Linked DNA regions of Zea mays: region 2 is linked to region 1. The links are chromatin contacts, called in public Hi-C maps. All regions are on one chromosome and are shown on one strand. Each heading gives the region's core, a stretch centred on a gene start, on an enhancer-like site or on the middle of the called end of the contact. The rest is flanking DNA. Distances are from core to core; before and after follow the strand shown.

Region 1 (5,018 bases), core at 2,101-4,600:
CTAATGAATTCAACAATTAGGCCAGTGGCATGATCATCTGTGTTGGATACTGATCATCTGTCTTTCTACCCAAAACAAAATCATGAGGTACACACAATCCAAGTAGCTCGACTGGCACAGGCAACACATTAACCTAGATGCTGTTCAAAGTGAATATCAGCAGGCCTCATTCATCATAATTAACAAGTGATCAGTTTGGTACAGAACAAGCCTGCTAGAAACATAGCCCGTTCTTTGATTTATATACCAAAACAAATGATATAATATCCTCATACAAAAGCTGAAGATACAGAGCAATAGCGGACGACTATGCATACTGACTGACAATTGGTTTGATTGTGACAGGGAGCAAAGTGAAGCCAAAAATAAAAAAAAACGTAAAGGAGATAAGAATAAAACAAAACTCATATTCTTCTCTGTATGTATGTTGCGCGTGGGACCATATCTTCAACTAAACAATGCCATTATCCATCCTGTGAAGTCTATCTGCATGAAAGACCTAGCCCCTTTAACTTGACTGCCCACCTTTCATCTTGGCTTCGAGGTCCTTGACAACTTTAGTAAGAGGTCTTGCATCCAGAGCCTTAGCCAGTTTACCATCTCCATCAAACTACAGGAAAAAAAGTGGGAAGGGATATCAAGATCAACCTGTGCATCTAATTGCATCCAGAGCCTTAGCCAGTTTACTAAGGTCTTGACAACATTAGTAAGATGTCTTGACAAAAAAACTAATGTTTATTTTATACAATAATCAGTTGAAAAGATTGGCAAGGTTATCAGACCAAACTGGGCGTCTCTGTTAAAAATCAATCTCATCACAAACACTGTACGTATATCGGAAGCAAATAGGACGGTGAGTGCTGAGCCGGCTGTCTGGTTATCGTCAGTCTTGAAGCTGAAGCATGAGGCATCCAGCACGCGAGATGGACTCGCAGTGTAGTCTGTTTTCTTCTTCACTAATCCCACTTCTTGCAATGCTTCATGGCATATCCTTACATTTTCCTAGAAATGTAAATACGTACATTAAAAAAAATACTAAACCTTCAGAGAAAGTCAGAGAGAGAGAGAGAGAGAGGATTTACACCTTATTGACAGGGATATTAGAAGCTAAAAGAGCGCCGCTGAAGGCAATGACTTGAGACTCAGCAGCTGCTGACAGAACCACTGCTGCCATCTCAAAAGGCCTGAACTGTAGGAGCTTCGTTGCTGCAAATCAAATGCACACAGACGAACACGTGCTTATCGAATGGAAAAGGCGGGCAAGTCCGATTCGCTCAAGTAATCTGATGTACCTTCAAGACTGCCAAGTACGATCTCGGTGCGCCGAGAAATGAATCCGCAACTTAGCGGCTTCCCGCCAGTGAACTTGTCCACGAAATAGTTGATGTAAGAGAATGGCGTCACAACTTGCATCCTCCAATTCAGAGAGTCTAGAACGTAAATCTCCATCCTCTGAATAGCATCTAAATCGAAACTGTACTTCTCGCTGGGAACCTGTGACACATATATATAATAGAGATAAAGATTTGGGGAACTCAAACGTGAAACTGTACTATATATCCATTTTATCCACCTGATTCTGATGGATGTCCAGACGGCGAAGAACCACGGTCTCCTCCATCTTGGCTGCAATGGTTAGGCAAGCAACAAACAACAGTTGTGGCATCCAGGGCTGCTGGTCAGCATCAGCCTACACCAACAAGAAACATAAGGTTAAAGAATGTATGGGCACAGCGAGCCTTCCATCAACGGAAATCCGCAGAACACGGCGCAGGGAGCATAGCGGAGGCGCGGGATTAGGGGCAGGCGCGTAGAACCGAGGCGCGCAGAAATCGTAGGCTGCCCCCCCCGCCGCCATCATCGCCCCAACCTCGCGAACGAGATCCACAGAACATGCCGCAGGGAGCAGAGATAGACTACGTGAAATGTGGAGGCCGCGACGTGAGATTGGGAGCAGAGATCCGCAAGGCCGAGGAGGACGAGCAAGGAGCGCGAGCAGGCGGGCCAGACGACGTAGGGTCAGTGGGTGCGAGGAGAGCGTGGCGGCGTCGGTGGAGGCGGGCTTGCGCATCGCGAGTCGGGGCGGGCGCGGCGCGGAGGACGTCGGGGGCGGCCATGGCGTGGTGGAGGAGGATGTCGCGGGGGATCCAGGATCTCATCGCGGCGAGCGTGTTGGGGACGCCGGACGCGCGACGCGAGATCTAGGGGAGCGTAGGGAGAGACGGGGCTGGGGCGAGAGGCCGCGATTCTTGGCACAGAGATGCGGCGCGACAGACGGGGTAGGGTATGAGCGCGTCCGGGATGGGCAGAACCGTGCGTCATCCTGTTGTGGACGCCTACACTACGTTCTTAAGTAGTAGTAGAGATATACATTAATTCCTACATTAATTCCTATGTTTTTTTCCTCTGTTTCTGTGTTCCCATAGTCCTGCATTAGTGCATTCTAAATGGGTCTTACTGGTTGGTCAGAACACGATCGAAGCAGAAACAGCCGCACCGGATTAGCCATAGCCTACCAGTTGTTGATGGTAGACCCACGCGGCCATCGGGCCATGCTGACCGTGGCAGGGCACATGATTTCGTCGTGCCTGCATATGCTCCTTGCTCCCTCTTCTAGTCTTCTTCATTGAATTCTTCATTTCCAATTTCCAATTTAGAGGTTGTTTGAACGTACTAGAACTAATAGTTAGTGATTAAAATTAGCTGAAAACATCCAAACAACCTAGCTAATAATTTAACTATTAACTATTTTTAATAAGATAATATTTAAATGTACTAGAATAAATAGTTAGTGGCTAAAATTAGTTGAAACATCCCAACACTCTAGCTAATTGTTTAACTATTAACTATTTTTAGTAAATTAGTTAATAGTTAGATAGTTATTGGTTAGCTAGCTAATTGTGTTGCCGGCGTGCATCCATCGTTTGCGTTGAATAGCGATGCAAAAGCTCAATCTTCAAAGAAATAGGGAAGAAAATCCTGCAGAGATGTGACCCATCGTTTGCGTAAGCAATGACTCGCCAGCCTAATCCGAACATGGATAGCACGCTTGATGTCTGACCGTGGAGTGGAGCACTGCAGTAGCTGACCTTTAAGAATGGTCCCAGTGGGGGGCGGGTCTTCCCGTCCAGCACAACCAAGCGGTTCGCGCCGGCGACCGGCGGGAGGCCAAAACAAGGCCGGCAGGCCCCGTCGCCAGCGGATCCTACGGTCCCATCCCAATCGTAAATCGCGCGCCGTCCCGATCATCCTGACTCTTCTGTCTCTGCCTCGTGCGCTGTCCGTGCCCGGTTTTTATTGCGCTTCTATTCTGGTCTCCAAGCCGGTGACGGTGAACCGATCACCACACACCAAGCCAACCCCGCTTCTATTCCGCGTGGACATATCGACAAGACAGCCAGCGGCGAGAAGTCGACGCCGGCAGTCTGGTGCAACACAGCGATCCAGTAGGTAGGTCAAACCGAGGCGGCGACGAAGTACGAACAGAGGGCAGGACGCAGTCAGCGCGGCGCGCCCAGGCCCCGAGGCCGAGCGATCTGGTGACGGCACGGCAGCATGGCCGAGGCGACGGGCCACGGCGGCCGCGTCGTCGACCTCTCGGGGGCCGAGATCCGCGGGGACCTCGAGGATCGCAACCCGCCCATCTTCCTCCCTCGCCAGCCCGCCGCGTCCCCGCTCCTCGCCCTCGACATCGGAGGTACCTACATACCTACCTACGGCGACGCTACTTCAATTCCGCGCGCCTGCCTGCCTGCCTGCCTTCTTACGGAGCGGCGTTGGGGGTTCCTGGCGCTCGTATGGTAGGGACTCTGATCAAGCTGGTGTACACGGCGAGCCGCGGCGGAGGGGCCGACGGGACGGACCTGCGCTTCGCCAAGTTCGAGAGGCGACGCCTACAGGAGTGCTTCAACTTCATCCGGGCGGAGGGGCTCCTCGCCAGCAATGCTGGTACGGACGTCTCTGCCTATGCCGCTCATCCTCTAGCTCGTTTGGTTTTCGCATCACGATATACTGAGAGAGTTGTGTGCTTCCGTTGTTTGTTGGTGGGGAGAAATGGGTAGGAAAGCGAGATGCTTGGTGCCACTATGTCGGTCACTAATTCGTCAGGAATTGGGATATTCCCTACCGCATGTAGAAATGTCCATTGTAGCAGAAGATCAGCTCTCAACGTATCTACTTTAGGTTCCCCTTGGGGTGGAAAAAAGGCTATCTGAATTGACAACCACTCTACTCCGATACTCAACGTATCTACATAGGCTTAGCAATTTCCTTTGTCAACCAAGGCTGCCAAGGTGCCTGTGACGCTGGCATTTCATTTCATCTGTGCAAATTTTCAGTTACATGATATTGTTATTTACTGCAAATTAAACTTTAACTTTCTCGTTTGCTTATAAAAAAAGGCAATCTAAATCGACAACTACTCTACTCCCGATACTCGGATAAATAGATCCAGTAATTTCCTTTGTCAACCAGGAGCACCGAGGTGCATGTATGTAGCACCAACAATTCATCTCGTTTGTGCAATTTTCAGCTACATGATATTGTTTTTTTTACTGCAAGTTAAATTTCAACTTTCTTGTTTTCTTACGTCATTGGTGCACTGTTTTATTGCGGATTAAATTGTAATTTTGTATGTCATGGACGAGGCCAGGCGGAGAAGGCGTGACCCTGAAGGTAACTTACTCTTTTGCTAATGTATTTGTAACCAAAATGATACCAAATACATTAATTAATTCAATGCAAAGAGTACATGTCCACATTTAGCAGTTATCACATTTTTTTGCAAGGTCATTCTGGCATGTTTACCACTAATCCTTGCACAAACAAAGTATCACCAAAAATTTCCAACAAACTTTGATGATTCCACCATGATGTGAATATATTTGTACTCCTGTTTATATTTGATGGTAAATAATTGTTCAATTATTTTTTTCCACAGGCACTTTGTCACTGACAACTCTTACAAAGTTAGATAAATAATGTTTTTATGTATAGAGTTACATAAATATTTGTTTAGT
Region 2 (4,479 bases), core at 727-3,226, 220 kb before region 1:
ACCCAAACTGTTTCGTACCGATTCCGAATTTAGTATCCCATTTTTCGTACCATTTCTGAATTTGTACGAAAAAATACGATTTCGATCGAGTTAAATATAGAAAACGATGCGAAACAGAATGAAATTTATCCCGACCGTTTTTATTCCTACTAGACCTGAGTAGATAAGTCCTTTCTACCAAATCTTATTCCATTTTACTTGGACTTTATTTTGAGCTTTCCTACGACTAGACAAATATAGTTAGTACATAATCAAATTGACTAAGTGTGAGGAACTCACCTTTTCACCAAAGTTTACCAGGATTTGCATTTTGGCTCAAATTACGTCCTAGAAGCGCTTTTCTCACAGAATTGGGTTTAAGATGAAACAAAAGTGCTAGAAACATAGTATTAGGCATATGAAACTTATCTAAGTACTCAAACCTCATTGTTTTACCCTTTTACCCAAAGTTACACTTTCTATCCTCCATTTTAGCTTTTTAGGACTTAGAACTTTCAAATTGCCTTCAAGTGAACCTATACTCATACTAATATCAAACTAACTTGTCCATGTTGGTGTGTTGTACACTTAATCAGTCGATACATGTTGGGTGCTCGTCACCGACGAAGATGATCTGAGCATCTAGCGTACAACGACGACACCTTCTCCTTTTTGATGCTTCATCCTTGGAGCAAGGACAAGGAATGCCAGACACAAACCGAGGATGGGTGAGGTGACAACAGAGATCGAGGATAGCCAAACAACGGGAAAAAATGAAAGAAACGATGTGCCTTTCATGTGTGCGAGTTAGGAACCAAGCAACACAAAGTTGAGCTGCTACTTTTGAAGGTGTGAGGTAGGTGAAGCTCATGCACTAATTCATGAGTTTGTGGCATGGCGCTAATGGTTACCATCTTAAATCGTGGTCAAGACGGTTGTAATAGACATGGTTTGATACACGAACTGGATATCATAAGGTAAAATAGGGTGGTTGGAGCGGTGTCTTTAGAAGATGCTTCATGGCGCGTAAACAACAGAGTGAACTCGATTGACTATTGAGGAGGACACCTGCTGCAGCTAGATCTAGATAGAGTACTGAAGAGGTCATAACCGTCTATGGAAGCACGAAGGGGCAGAGCGGTGAGCCACCACAGACGGTGAGTGCAAGCGCCTAATAGGAGTGGGGGGGCTTATGGAAGCGCAAAGAACCAGAGCCATCGCCGGACGCGGACACTAAAATGAGGCGAGGACCTGCACCTGCTACAACCAGATATGACATGGTGCTTGATTCCATAAGCATTGGCGATTGGTGGGGTCACCACTGACGGGGATATAATTCTCAATCTATTATGAATGTATTGGTTGCCTGCATATGCCATTGACCATGTTCACCGAATGCAATCTCCACGTGTTTGGTTGCGTGGCCAGCCTCTGCAGATGCAAAAATTATCTCTAGGCCTAGCTCCCAAGATAAACAAAAAAATGAGCGTTTCTCTATAGTGAGGCTCTATTGGTACAACCATTAGTCTTTCTCAATGATGGATTAATATGTATTTATTGTCTATTATAAATTATTATAATTTGTTTAAAGGCGACTACAACTTAATACACGATATGGTAAAATTATATACTATTTACAACATGATTACATCAAAATATAATAAACTTTAATACTCCCTCCGTTTCTTTTTATTAGTCGCTGGATAGTACAAAATTGCACTATCCAGCGACTAATAAAAAGAAACGGAGGGAGTAGAATTTAAGCTTAGCATCTCTATGGAACAGTTGAGATAACCAACCTAGACGTTAACCAGGCACCAGGTTCGACCAGGATGACAATTAACGCGCCCAAACCTAGACGTTAGCCAACCTAGACGTTAACGCGCCCAAAGCTCACGAGTGTGACACCTGACTCAAAGAGCAAGCTCAATTTTCCCCTTCCCTTGGAAAACCACGCACCCACCGAGCCCGGCCGCCCCCAACCACTCCGACCAAACCAAAACCCAGACCCACTCTCCCCCGAAACCCAGGGCCTCGTGTCGTTTGATGCGATTCCGGCGGCGATCGCGAGCGCCTCCACCACCACCCGCTCCCCCGTCCTAGCGCGCGTTTGGGCGATCTCCCCTCTCGCGGCGGGCATGGCTGGCGGCGGCGGCGGGGCACGCGGCTCCGACAGGGCGGGGGCGGCGCGCTCTCCCACAACCACCACGGCGATACAGTCGACCATCCAATCGATCAAGGAGGTCGTCGTCGGCCACTCCGACGCCGACATCTTGGACACCCTCCGCGAATCCAACATGGACCCCAACGAGACGGCGCAGAAGCTGCTCAACCAAGGTCCCCTTGCATCTTCCCTATTCTCCCGATCTGGGTCGCCTCGACTCGGTCGATCTCGTACCGTTCTGGGAGCTAGGGTTTTGTGGGCTCTCGCCTAGCGCATTGGGTCGGCTCTGCTGCTGCACCCGTGCCGGCGCAGGGGATCGCCGCGTCGGGTCTAGGGTTTTCGAGCTATGGATATTTGGGGTGGCTCTGCTAGGGTGGGTCACCGTTTAATGGTTATTATCGATATTGATTAATGATACTATCACGAGGTTCGTGATTTTGATTAGCCAATGATGTCCATATATATCAATGATATTCTTGCAGGGTCAAATTGTTAACATTTGTCCGGGCTACTTGTATTTTCGTGTTCTATTCTATGTTGTAAATTTGTAAAAGGCAGTGCTTACTATTGCTTGCAGCACGTGGGTTCTAACTATCTCTTTATGATCAGCTTGATGCCATTGTTTGCAATATATATTGCCTTACTAGTAAATCTTCTCATGTTTTCTTTGTGATTGTAATTCGTCATTGTTTGTACCTTTTGTACTTGCAGATCCATTTCATGAAGTAAAAAGAAAAAGGGACAAGAAGAAGGAGGTATACATTTTCTGTTTGGGTACATTTTCAGTGAACGATGAATGATTAAATCTAGAGTTGTTTCTTTTTATTTATAGCATACTTATACATATTCTTCTTGCAATGTTAAGCTTTTTGTGATGTTCTGAAACAATCTAAAGCAAAAAGGAACGTTTGGAGTTCTATGTCCTTAAATTGCGTATAGTCACTCAATAGGCTAGCAAAAGAAAACCTGGCCTCCAAATTCCAAATACTAGATGCAAGTTTGACTCAGGACAAAGCTAAAACAACTTACAATTTGGAACTGAGGGAGTAGGAGTAGACACGCACACTGCTTCTGCACAAGACATGCATTCCACAACATTTTATTTGCTCTTATGTGTTCCTCTCACTTTTTTCCTTGTCATCCCCTGACCCTACCTTGTGTGCGAGCTTCTGGCATTGGGTGTGAAGAAACGAAATAAAAGCTAAAACAACTTACAATTTGGAACTGAGGGAGTAGGAGTAGACACACACACTGCTTCTGCACAAGACATGCATTCCACAACACTTTATTTGCTCTTATGTGTTCCTATGTCTCACTTTTTTCCTTGTCATCCCCTGACCCTACCTTGTGTGCGAGCTTCTGGAATTGGGTGTGAAGAAACGAAATTAATTCTCTATCAATTGAGGAAACATGTTAGGTTTATTGGTTCTTTGTTGAAGTGTGTAATGCATGTTATGAAGCTTCTGTAATGCTGAAAATCATACATTGCTATTCTTTTATTTCGTTGCACTGAAAAAACTATTGCATTGTTAGAGTGCTGGCCAGAAGAGCTTTGCTGATAGCACTGCACAAGTTGAGCAAAACTCACAATGGATGAAGCCACATACACAAAAGATGGAAAATGATCAAAGAACTCCCAAGCAGGGTCAGATGTCAGGTAACATAATTGAGGGCCACCATCTGTAATTCTGATCTTATGTAGATATGCTTCTAGACAATGATGAAATATATAGCTTCCTGTTTTCCATGGCAACATTGTTTGTCTCCAGCTTTCTTGTCTTTGTTCTTGGCTTCCCATGACATACTATAAGCTTCTGCAGTTTTCACATATTGTGTGACATATGTGCAATATTTTGGTTGTGTAACTAGCAGTTTCCACCTGATTGTTAACTGATTGCTTGATGTAGGCCCTACTCGTGAATTTCGGGTTGTGAGGGACAACAGATTTCAACATGGTGTGGTGGAGAACAGACCAGAATTAGGACACAAAGGTTCAGCAAATGTACAAATGTCTGATAGGAGGTATTGTTTGTGACAAATTCTGCCACTGCTCTTACTGTACCATGCATTCATTTGTATGTCAAACAATCTTGTCATCATTTTGTAGTTCTGGTTAAGTTGTATTCTGAGTATAATGCAGCTATCAAGCACTTATTCAACTTCCTAATATTCTGTATAGCTAAGGTTATCTCATCGAGTGTAGGCATCACATCGCCTCCTCTATCAAACTCTAAGGCGCTGTTTGGGACAGCTCCAGCTCTAGAAAATTTGGTGGAGTTAGTGAAGCAGGTCATTAGGTGCTCTAGAAAATCGTGGAGCTGGAGTTGTAAGCCTTT

What was found. Hi-C and Micro-C count contacts between places; a contact is called where the count stands out from the background.
Region 2: a Hi-C map of ear shows a contact between it and region 1, with 1.6 times the contacts expected there. The contact joins the promoter of LOC100501220 here to the promoter of LOC100280926 in region 1. A contact is called at or near these places in 2 of 25 Hi-C or Micro-C datasets (ear and tassel).

Annotation. Positions count from the first base shown.
Region 1 is chr9:10,773,072-10,778,089 of Zm-B73-REFERENCE-NAM-5.0, reverse strand. LOC100280926 reads left to right here and starts at 3,350. Exons shown (of 17, transcript NM_001153846.3): 1 at 3,350-3,697; 2 at 3,805-3,948; 3 at 4,652-4,674. The coding sequence starts at 3,556.
Region 2 is chr9:10,993,950-10,998,428 of Zm-B73-REFERENCE-NAM-5.0, reverse strand. It overlaps LOC100501220, which reads left to right and starts at 1,976. Exons shown (of 11, transcript NM_001362590.1): 1 at 1,976-2,316; 2 at 2,855-2,898; 3 at 3,677-3,800; 4 at 4,051-4,165. The coding sequence starts at 2,118.